2 separate regions of the Mus musculus genome follow, and region 2 is linked to region 1. Evidence: chromatin contacts called from public HiChIP or PLAC-seq data. All regions are on one chromosome and are shown on one strand. Each heading gives the region's core, a stretch centred on a gene start, on an enhancer-like site or on the middle of the called end of the contact. The rest is flanking DNA. Distances are from core to core; before and after follow the strand shown. Region 1 overlaps Ptprn2 (protein tyrosine phosphatase, receptor type, N polypeptide 2). Region 2 overlaps Ptprn2 (protein tyrosine phosphatase, receptor type, N polypeptide 2).

Region 1 (4,204 bases), core at 781-3,280:
CCCATGTTTTCTGAGACTCTCCACTTCCTCCTTTCCTGCACATGGGGCTTCATAGTTGCTCACTGAAGCTACGGCTTCTTTAAACCTTCATCTGACTGTTGCCACATGTGCCACCCCAGTGCTGGTGTCCCTTCACTCTGCTTGGGATATTGGTGGGACCAGTGACATCCCACAAAAATCTGTGCCATTTCATGAGAGCCTAGGTTCTATTTGAACTCTGTGCTCTAACCAGCTTTGACCAGTGCTGTTCTGTGAGATAGGGTAGAGCACCCCTTGCAGAAAACAGTTACTGGAGGAGGTTCAGATCTACCATATATCATGGGTGAGTGCAGGATAAACTGAGTGCTGGTATGGAGACACTTCATCATGGTGTAGGCAGAAGTAATCCTAGGATTCCCAGCCAGGAAGGTGGGTTGAAAGACTGTACTTTCTTGTAGAGCCCATCACTGTCTGATACTCTTTGGTCTTTATAGGATGAGAGAAGTAGTTGTATCTGGAGTTTTTTTGCCTGCACCCAGGGCATTTATGGGTTGGTGTCTTTAGCTCCACATCTGGTCACTTGGAGAAAGGGCATGAAGCTTTGCTGTAGGCTCCTTCTTTACCTGTTCTCTCCACCCTTGGCCCTCCATATCTATGGCTGCTAGAGTTTGTCAATGAATGAAGAGGAGACATTAAGTCTACTTTCCTGCACATGGTTCATCTTCTCAGTTTTAAGCAGATGGGTCCTTTCTTCTAGGGTACTTTGTTTCTTTGGTAGTTCAGCGTGATGCTAAGTCAATTTTCTTTCCAATATATAAATACTTTCTGCTCAAATGAAAGCTTAGAAGTCTGGGCTGGAGTCCGGATCCCTTTCAGACTGCCTGTGTAGCTGACTGCACCCTGGCCATCATGCTCCTGAAGCCCTGCCACAGAGCTCAGCACATGCAGTACTGTGTCCAAGTAGTGTGCTCTTTAGACCCAAAACATGTGTGCTTGAGAGTGTGTGCATGGACTTACGGGTCTGTATGTGTAGGTGTCCATGTTGTGCATGTGTGTGCATAGGAAGCCAGAGGACAACCTTTGGTGCTGTTTCTCAGGAGCAACCTCTGCTGTTTTTAAAGATGGAGTCTCTCATTGGCCTAAAACCTGACTGTTAGACCGACCAGTGAGCCCCAAGAATCCCTGTTTCCACCTCCTTAATTCTGGGGTTCCAAGCATGTGCTCTCATGCTCAGCTTTTTAAATGTGGGTTCTGTAGATCAAACAGACCCTTGAATATGCAAGCTGTGCACTTTACCAACAAAGTCATCTCCCCAGCCCAGAAGATGCCATGTTTAATGACATTTTTTTCATGCAAAGTTCCTTTATGGTCTCAAGTTTCTGTTGCCTGATAAATATTAATCGTAAGACTGTCCTTGGGGAATAGCATGTTTAAAATATGTGTATTTTTTAAACCCAAAATGCTAGCTGTTGGGCTAATATTGCAAAGTGCTTTCCATTGAGAATTCCCCTGGGAATGGACAGAGGGGGGGCTCAGAAGCATGCCTGGCCAAGAACCTGCTTTTCTGATGCCTTCACTACCAAGCATTGCAAGCTACATAGATTGGTCCAAATTCCCTGCAGTGACTTTCCTTCCACAGAGAGATGCTCTGAAGGACCTAGGGCTGAAACCGGAGTCCTCCTGGCATTTTCACCATTGGGCCTCTGGGGACTTAGGATGTGCCAGCCATTTGATTCTTGCCATCTGTAAGCTTTAACAATTCATATTTGCATTAAAATGTTTAAATATGTTCATGAAAACCACTTCTCTATACTTTAAATTTCATCCAGAGTATATGCTCTAGGCTTTATTACCATACTAGTCACACATTCATATGTGCACACAAATATGCACACATACACAAATATACCTTCCCATGCATACACATATACACTCATATGCATGATCATCACATATGAACACATATACATACACAGTCACATGTATGCAAACGCATACATACACAGAGCTGTCCTGACTTGAAGGCTTTGTAACTTGTTTTTTGCACAGAGCATAAAAATATACCTCTGTAATTATGTGATGCTTAGTGATTAGATAATTATGGATAATTGCATGGGGTAGCTCTAAGTGTGAAAGCGTTACCGTAAGATCTAAAATGTACAAATTGCATAATAATTATTCTTGGGAGTTATTTGGTAATTCTGAGAATAATTATCATGTGATCCACAGTGCATGTAATTAATGCACAATTGCATGGATTTTTGCCTTCATAACTGCTTCCCCTTGTTATAAAGCTCTTTGTCACAACATTTGAGTGTAAATATAATGTAATTGGCTCTGAGATTTAGTACATTAAATCCACAGTAACTGCTTCACAAGAGTGTAACCCTATCCAGCCAAACGCTGGGCTCTCAGGCAGGATGGGTTAGGGAAAACATTGTTCCAATGTGGTATGGCAACTAGGTCAGCACAACAGTGGGTGTGCCGAGCAAGGCAGTATGGCAAGTAGGCTGGGCAACGACATGCATGTTGTTGTTGGGGGCCTCTTTGCTGCCGGTGAACCTACCCAGGTAGACAAGGTCCATCTTCTGTGTTAGACAAAAGCCTCTCTCAGTTTCTGTTTCCTTTGTCTCCCAGCCACAGCCAACACCCGTTGCACCTATTTTTAAAGCAACAGAGCAAAGCACTGACTATCACTTGTGTCTGGAGATTTAAGAAAGATAAAGGAGATCTTACTCAACCTCACAAGGCCCCCATGGTTTTCTGGAAGAACAGGGACCTGTAGGAGTCTGGAGTAAGAGTTTAGCCACATTTGCAAATTCATGCCTCAGGTTTTACTCCTTTCCCTACAGGTTTCACGTGGCAAGATGACTATACCCAGCGTGTGATTGCCCAGGAGCTTGCAAACCTCCCCAAGGCCTACCTATGGCATGGGGAAGCGTCCGGCCCAGCCAGGTATGTGTGGGCATGACTTGCCTCTTCTTATTCCCGGACGTAGCTGTATCATTAAGTTTGGCTACTATTAGCATAGGGAAGCAACTCCCACCTTTTGGGTGTAGAATGGATACCCATGAGGAAGAGGATACCCAAGAGAAAGAGATGCAAGGCATCTTTATACAGTGGAGTAACCCTGAAATGTGGTGCCTTGGACACTGAGAGGCACACTGTGGGTCTTTTTTGTACTTGTCCCTGAGACCCCAGAAGAGCTCTGCACCTTCAGAGCCATAGTCTTGCAAAGTAAGGTCAAGAATTCTGGTTTCTTACTAGCAAATTGTGTTAACAACATTGCAATGAGCAGGATTAATTCAGAAAGTCGTGATCTTTCTTTCCCAAAGCCCAGCAGCCTGTATTGAGCAACAGTGTGTTCTGTACCATCTCATTCACCTGAACTTACAGCTATAGGGTGATGACCTGGGAGTCCCACTTCCAATAGATCATGAAATGGGCAACATTGCCCAAAGAGAAATTACTGCAAGAATGAGCTGGACTGGTATGCTGTATTCTCGGACCTTTGGAACCTTTCCCAAAGGCTTAGTTTACAGGGTTCATTGTTTCCCTAAGCAACAGAATTCATTCTCTCTCTCTCTCTCTCTCCCTCTCTTGTTCTTGCTCTCTCTCTCTCTGGAATTTTTTACATTATATTTATTTCTGTGTGTTGAGGAGGCATGCATACACATAAAGAGTGTGGGTGGGGTTAGAATACAATCTGCTGGGCTAGTTCCCCCATCCACCATGTTGTTTCTGAAGATAGAATCACATCCTCACAGGGCACAGCCAGCACCTTGACCTGCTCGTCCATCTTACAGTCAGAAAACTTGAGCTCTAGTAGCTGTTTATTAAGCATATTCCACAATCCAGTCAAAACCCTTTTTCTGTCACTAACCAAGAATTTGTTCTACTATTTACCAATGTTCTAAGATCAGTCTTACAATAAATTATCTGACCCATTTCCTGAACACCTTTGAAAAGGCTTCTAAATAAAATAATTATGTTAAATCATATAAAAGTTTCTAGCACAAGTGTTTGGCATATTGCAAAATTAACCATAAACATTTTTGTGCTAGTTTATTCTCTCATCAGTAATGTGTGACATGAGACAGCTCTATTATCAGATACCTTGGCAGGCAAAAGCCATACTGTTCTAGCTACATCTCTTTGACTATTGTCCATTGAACACTTGATTTGTTCCTTCATCTTTCTTGTTTTGCTTCCCTAAGCTTCCCTG
Region 2 (4,204 bases), core at 908-3,407, 430 kb after region 1:
TCTAACATGCTGTCTCCCTTCCTCTCCCAGCCCCACTTGAGAATGAGGAAGGACTTGGCTGCTGGCTTTGCTGAGCCTGTTCACACAAGGGTAGGCAGCCTTTCACTCTCTCTCCTTCTGTTGACAGTGACGGCGCCGGCAGGAGTGGAACCTACGTCCTGATTGACATGGTTCTCAATAAGATGGCCAAAGGTGAGAGAGGGATGGTGTTGCTATAGCAACATGGGGAGCACTCTCCACAGGAGGCCTTGGAGAGAATTAGCCTATTGCTGTCCCTTTCCTGAGTCAAGTGGTGTTGAGGCTGTCTGTGGCAAGTGTGCTTATTTTTGAGATTCGTTCTTTATTTTAGGTGGAACCAGCACCCATAGTGTGTCTGCGATAAGGGTCTGCCCCTGGCAGCTTGATGCAGTGTGAGGAGGCCAGAGGGCAGCCTTGAACCTTCAAACCCTGTTGTAGGTCAGCACATCCTTGCAGCTGTTTACTGGTTTTGCAAGGTGTGATTCAGACTTCTTGGCACAACAGGTTCTAATACCACCAGTATGCAGACTTGGTTTAGAGGGGTGGCACCTAAGAACAGGTTCTAATACACTAGTGTGTGTGTGTGTGTGTGTGTGTGTGTGTGTGTGTGTGTGTGTGTCCCAGCCTCACACAGGCTAAGTAAGCCCTGTGCTTCTGAGCCACACCCTGACCCCTCACAAGTCCTCTTAACACCCTCCTTAAGACTCAAAATGGGTTGCAGGCCTAGGATATGGGTCCTAGGACTAGACTAGAACCTGTCCCTCAAGAGGACTTCAGGCATTCCTGGGCTGGGTTTTGAACATTCCAACCCGATACTTGGCCCACAATAAGACTTTCTATATCTATAATGACTAAGCAGTTGTCTTGTGGAATTCAGACCATTGAGGGAAAGGAAGCCAGGGATAAAGTTAAAGGAGCAGGCTCCATCACTCCTGGGGACCTGCACCCTGAGAACCCCAGGCAGAGATGCTGGGAAGGCCCAGCTCCTGCCCGCCTGCCTTCACCTTGTCCCTCCTGACTGATTCATTCTATAGGTCTACGAAGCACAGATCTGAGTAACTCAGTTACAGTCTTGCTCATCTGTGAACCCTTGAGCCTGCTAAGCTGCCCTGGAGTCACTTGAGCCACTCCCCACCCCCCACCCCCCAGGCTCTGGCTTCCCCTGCTGCTCTCTGAGCCCCCCCCCCCCCCCCCCCCCCCCCCGCTAAGCTACTTGCAGGAATATGCAAAGACAAAAGCCAAGCACAAAGCAAAGGCCCTGTTGCTTGCTCACAGCTTTTAGGGATGTTGTTTGGCAGAGCGTCTTAACACAACCTTAGCATTTTTCTTACAAACTTCTTTCTCCTTATCTATGAATGCTGCTCTGGCTCCTTGGAAACATCTTTTCTCTTTGCGAACGTGCAGTCGCTGATGCCTGGTGCGGGGGGTAGCAATCAACAGGACTCACGTACTTTTTCTCTTATCGCCCATCCTGTATTTGCTCTCATGAACATAATATTTTCCTTTTGTTACACCAAAATCCCCTCAGAATGATACAGACAATTTTAGCTAGATGTTTTCTTTCATGGCTATGCTTGCAGGGTGCTATAAAAAGCTCTTTGGCAAACATTTCATACAGAAAGATGGCAAACAGCAGGGTGAGCTCTTAAGGTACCAGCCAGCGTTGGGCCTTAGTGGGGAACACTGGGTTGGCGTGATCTGGCATGGAGTTTTAGTGACTCCATTCACCTCCTAGAGAAAGAAGCAAGGGCAGTCAGTTGGTCAGGCCCAGGGGGTGGGCTAACTGTCATCCGTAGGCCCAGGCCTGCCATTTGCTAGGTCCATTCTACCATGTAATATCAGATTCCATTTAAAGTGCGGGCTCTGTGCTCACAATGCAAGATCATCCATGTGGAACTGGTCGGAGCCAGCAGGCTCCCTGTTCTCTAGGATCCATCACCAAAACTGACCTGCTCCCCTTCCCCAGGGGTCTGCAGTGTGAAATCCCCTGACCTGGGGCCCGGCTGGGGTCTCGAGAGAGATCAAAGGGCAGGCGGCTCCTCGCAGACTGAGGTGGGCCTTTCCCAGGCCGCCACCCCTAGAGGCCGCTGGGGTTTTGTCCTGGGCGGCTGGGGTGCCTTTGTCTGGCCTGAGAAGCTGGAGGCCCATGTTGCCAACCCAGCGTTCATCAAATGATCAGAGGCCCAAAGACCTGGACTGTAGCCTTTCTTCCCAGTTCCCTTTCTTAAAATAAATGAATTGCAGGACCAGCAAAAAAAAAAAAAAAAAAAAAAAAAAGCCTTTGCAAAGCTGGCCTGTGCAGCGGCGGCGCTGTCCTCAGAGTCCTCCGCCCTGTGCGCCCAGCTGCACCCAGCGGCTCTCATTCACGCAGCCTTTCAGGGATTAAGGTCCTCAGGCCTAGCACAAGGGCTAGAAGAATAGAGCTGGAATAATTTAAGTTCTTTCCGCGCTGTCTGGTTTGTTAGCAAGTAGACAATGATGCACTTGGAAATCAAAGTAAATGGACCCCCGCGCTGGAAGGGCCAAGCTGCACATAGGTAATAGGGTCTGGAGATCACAGATGTATGTTGTTGGGTGCAGCAAATGCATCTTCTACTGGGAAGAGATGCATGGGCCTCTCCCGCTGAAGTGTTTGGCTCTCACCGGGCCCCGCGTGCGTGTGTTTCCACCCGTGCTGCTGCTGCTGCCTAAGTTCCTTGTGCTTTCTGCGTTTCTGTTCAGCCTTAGCATCCCCTTACTCGGGGCTTCTTCCTATTTCCTTATGAAGTTGGAAAGGCCCAAGCTTCCATGGCTGAGTCACCACAGCACCCGGACCCATAGAGCTCTGGCATTAAGGATCACTCAGGCAGGGCCAACACAGGCACACAGTGCAGGACTGCAGGGCTTTGGCAACATTCCTAGAAGGAGTTTGGAAGAGGAAAGGGTCCCTTGGCCTCCACACAAGGCACAGACCTGCTTTGAATAGAGACCATCAGCCAGATCTCCCTGAGCCGTGGCCCTGCAGCTCTAGTACAGAGCAAGGCAGGTGCTTCTGGACAGGGTGGAAACTGTACCTTCCAGCGTGGTTCTCCGACCTCCATGTCCTGCACAAGCGTGCATCAGAATAGGCTTACACTAGCACACACTGCTGGGCTGTGAGGTCAGCCAGTGTGGATGGGATAACTGGCTATGCGGCACCAGGCTCCTCCTCAACAACCATCTCTCCACCCATTGTCACGACCTCCAGGGTGCCCTCTTTTATAAGATGTGCAATTTGTGACTGGCCTGAGTATCTCATGCCTGGGGAAGCCTACTCTCTTCACCCTTATACACCTGGCTGACTTCCCCTTAGCACAGTGTTTTTATGTTCCCCTTCAACAGACTAACCTAAATCAGTTACAGAGCAGGCCACGTTTGGCTCATCTATTGACAGGCACTGGTCAGTTTGTAACGTGCACAATCTGCTGGAATCCCTGTTTGGAACTGTTTTGAGTATGTATCTAGGAGTGGGATGGCTGAGTCAGGGGCCACCATGGCTGTCCCACCCTACAGCACAGGGTTCCATTCTGCCCACACATGCTGTGTGCCATTGCTCTGCTGGGTTCTATTTTTCTAATGTATTTACTTTCAAGTTTTATATTTGATAAATATATATTGTATGTTATATGCTGAGAAAATTCTCCCTCACCCTCCTACCCTCTTTTAGTCTCCCCACCCCATTAGTCCTTCCTGTTCCCCTAGATACCTCTTCATCTACCTTCATGTTAGACATGTGAGGGTTCATGTATGTGTAGATAGATAGATAGATAGATGGATAGATAGATAGATAGATAGATAGATAGATAGATAGATATAAAACCATGGAGCCACCAAGGAGAGAAAAATCAGTTATTTTTCCCAGCCTGGCTTCATTTACTTAGGATCATCTCCAGTTACATCCATTTTCCCCTCAAACAACAACAGGACTTCATTTTTCACTAAGGCTCAAAAAGTGAGGTTGTGAATTCTGCACTGTCTTTGTCCATTTCTCTTGATGGACACCTGGGTTGGTCCCATAGCTGAGCTAGTCTGAATTCTGCTACAGTAAAGACTGGTGTACAAGTATCTCAGCCATGTGTTGACCTGGAGCCCTTTGGGGAAGTACTGAGGGGTGCTGAAACTTAGTTTCTCTCTCTCTCTCTTTCTTTCTTTCTTTCTTTCTTTCTTT

Evidence for each region. HiChIP or PLAC-seq counts read pairs in DNA pulled down with a chosen protein or histone mark.
Region 2: an H3K4me3 HiChIP or PLAC-seq map of embryonic basal ganglia shows a contact between it and region 1, with 2.8 times the contacts expected there. The contact joins two enhancer-like sites. A contact is called at or near these places in 3 of 39 promoter capture datasets (cranial neural crest, hippocampal neurons and stem cell-derived epiblast-like cells) and 1 of 115 datasets of contacts at active chromatin or transcription factors (embryonic basal ganglia).

What each region holds. Positions count from the first base shown.
Region 1 is chr12:116,821,486-116,825,689 of GRCm38.p6, forward strand. It overlaps Ptprn2 (protein tyrosine phosphatase, receptor type, N polypeptide 2), which reads left to right. Exons shown (of 23, transcript NM_011215.2): 4 at 2,832-2,934. Among named protein-coding and RNA genes, the nearest start is that of Gm31336, 66 kb to the left of the region's middle. Within about 2 kb of position 2,031, at least 4 of the 459 cell types and tissues checked have an H3K27ac peak or open chromatin away from gene starts, as enhancers often do. A contact at or near this core is called in embryonic basal ganglia, where this site is marked.
Region 2 is chr12:117,255,419-117,259,622 of GRCm38.p6, forward strand. Ptprn2 (protein tyrosine phosphatase, receptor type, N polypeptide 2) reads left to right here. Exons shown (of 23, transcript NM_011215.2): 21 at 128-192. All of the region lies in intron 2 of Gm5441 (predicted gene 5441), which reads right to left. Among named protein-coding and RNA genes, the nearest start is that of Mir153, 6.7 kb to the left of the region's middle. Within about 2 kb of position 2,158, at least 71 of the 459 cell types and tissues checked have an H3K27ac peak or open chromatin away from gene starts, as enhancers often do. A contact at or near this core is called in embryonic basal ganglia, where this site is marked.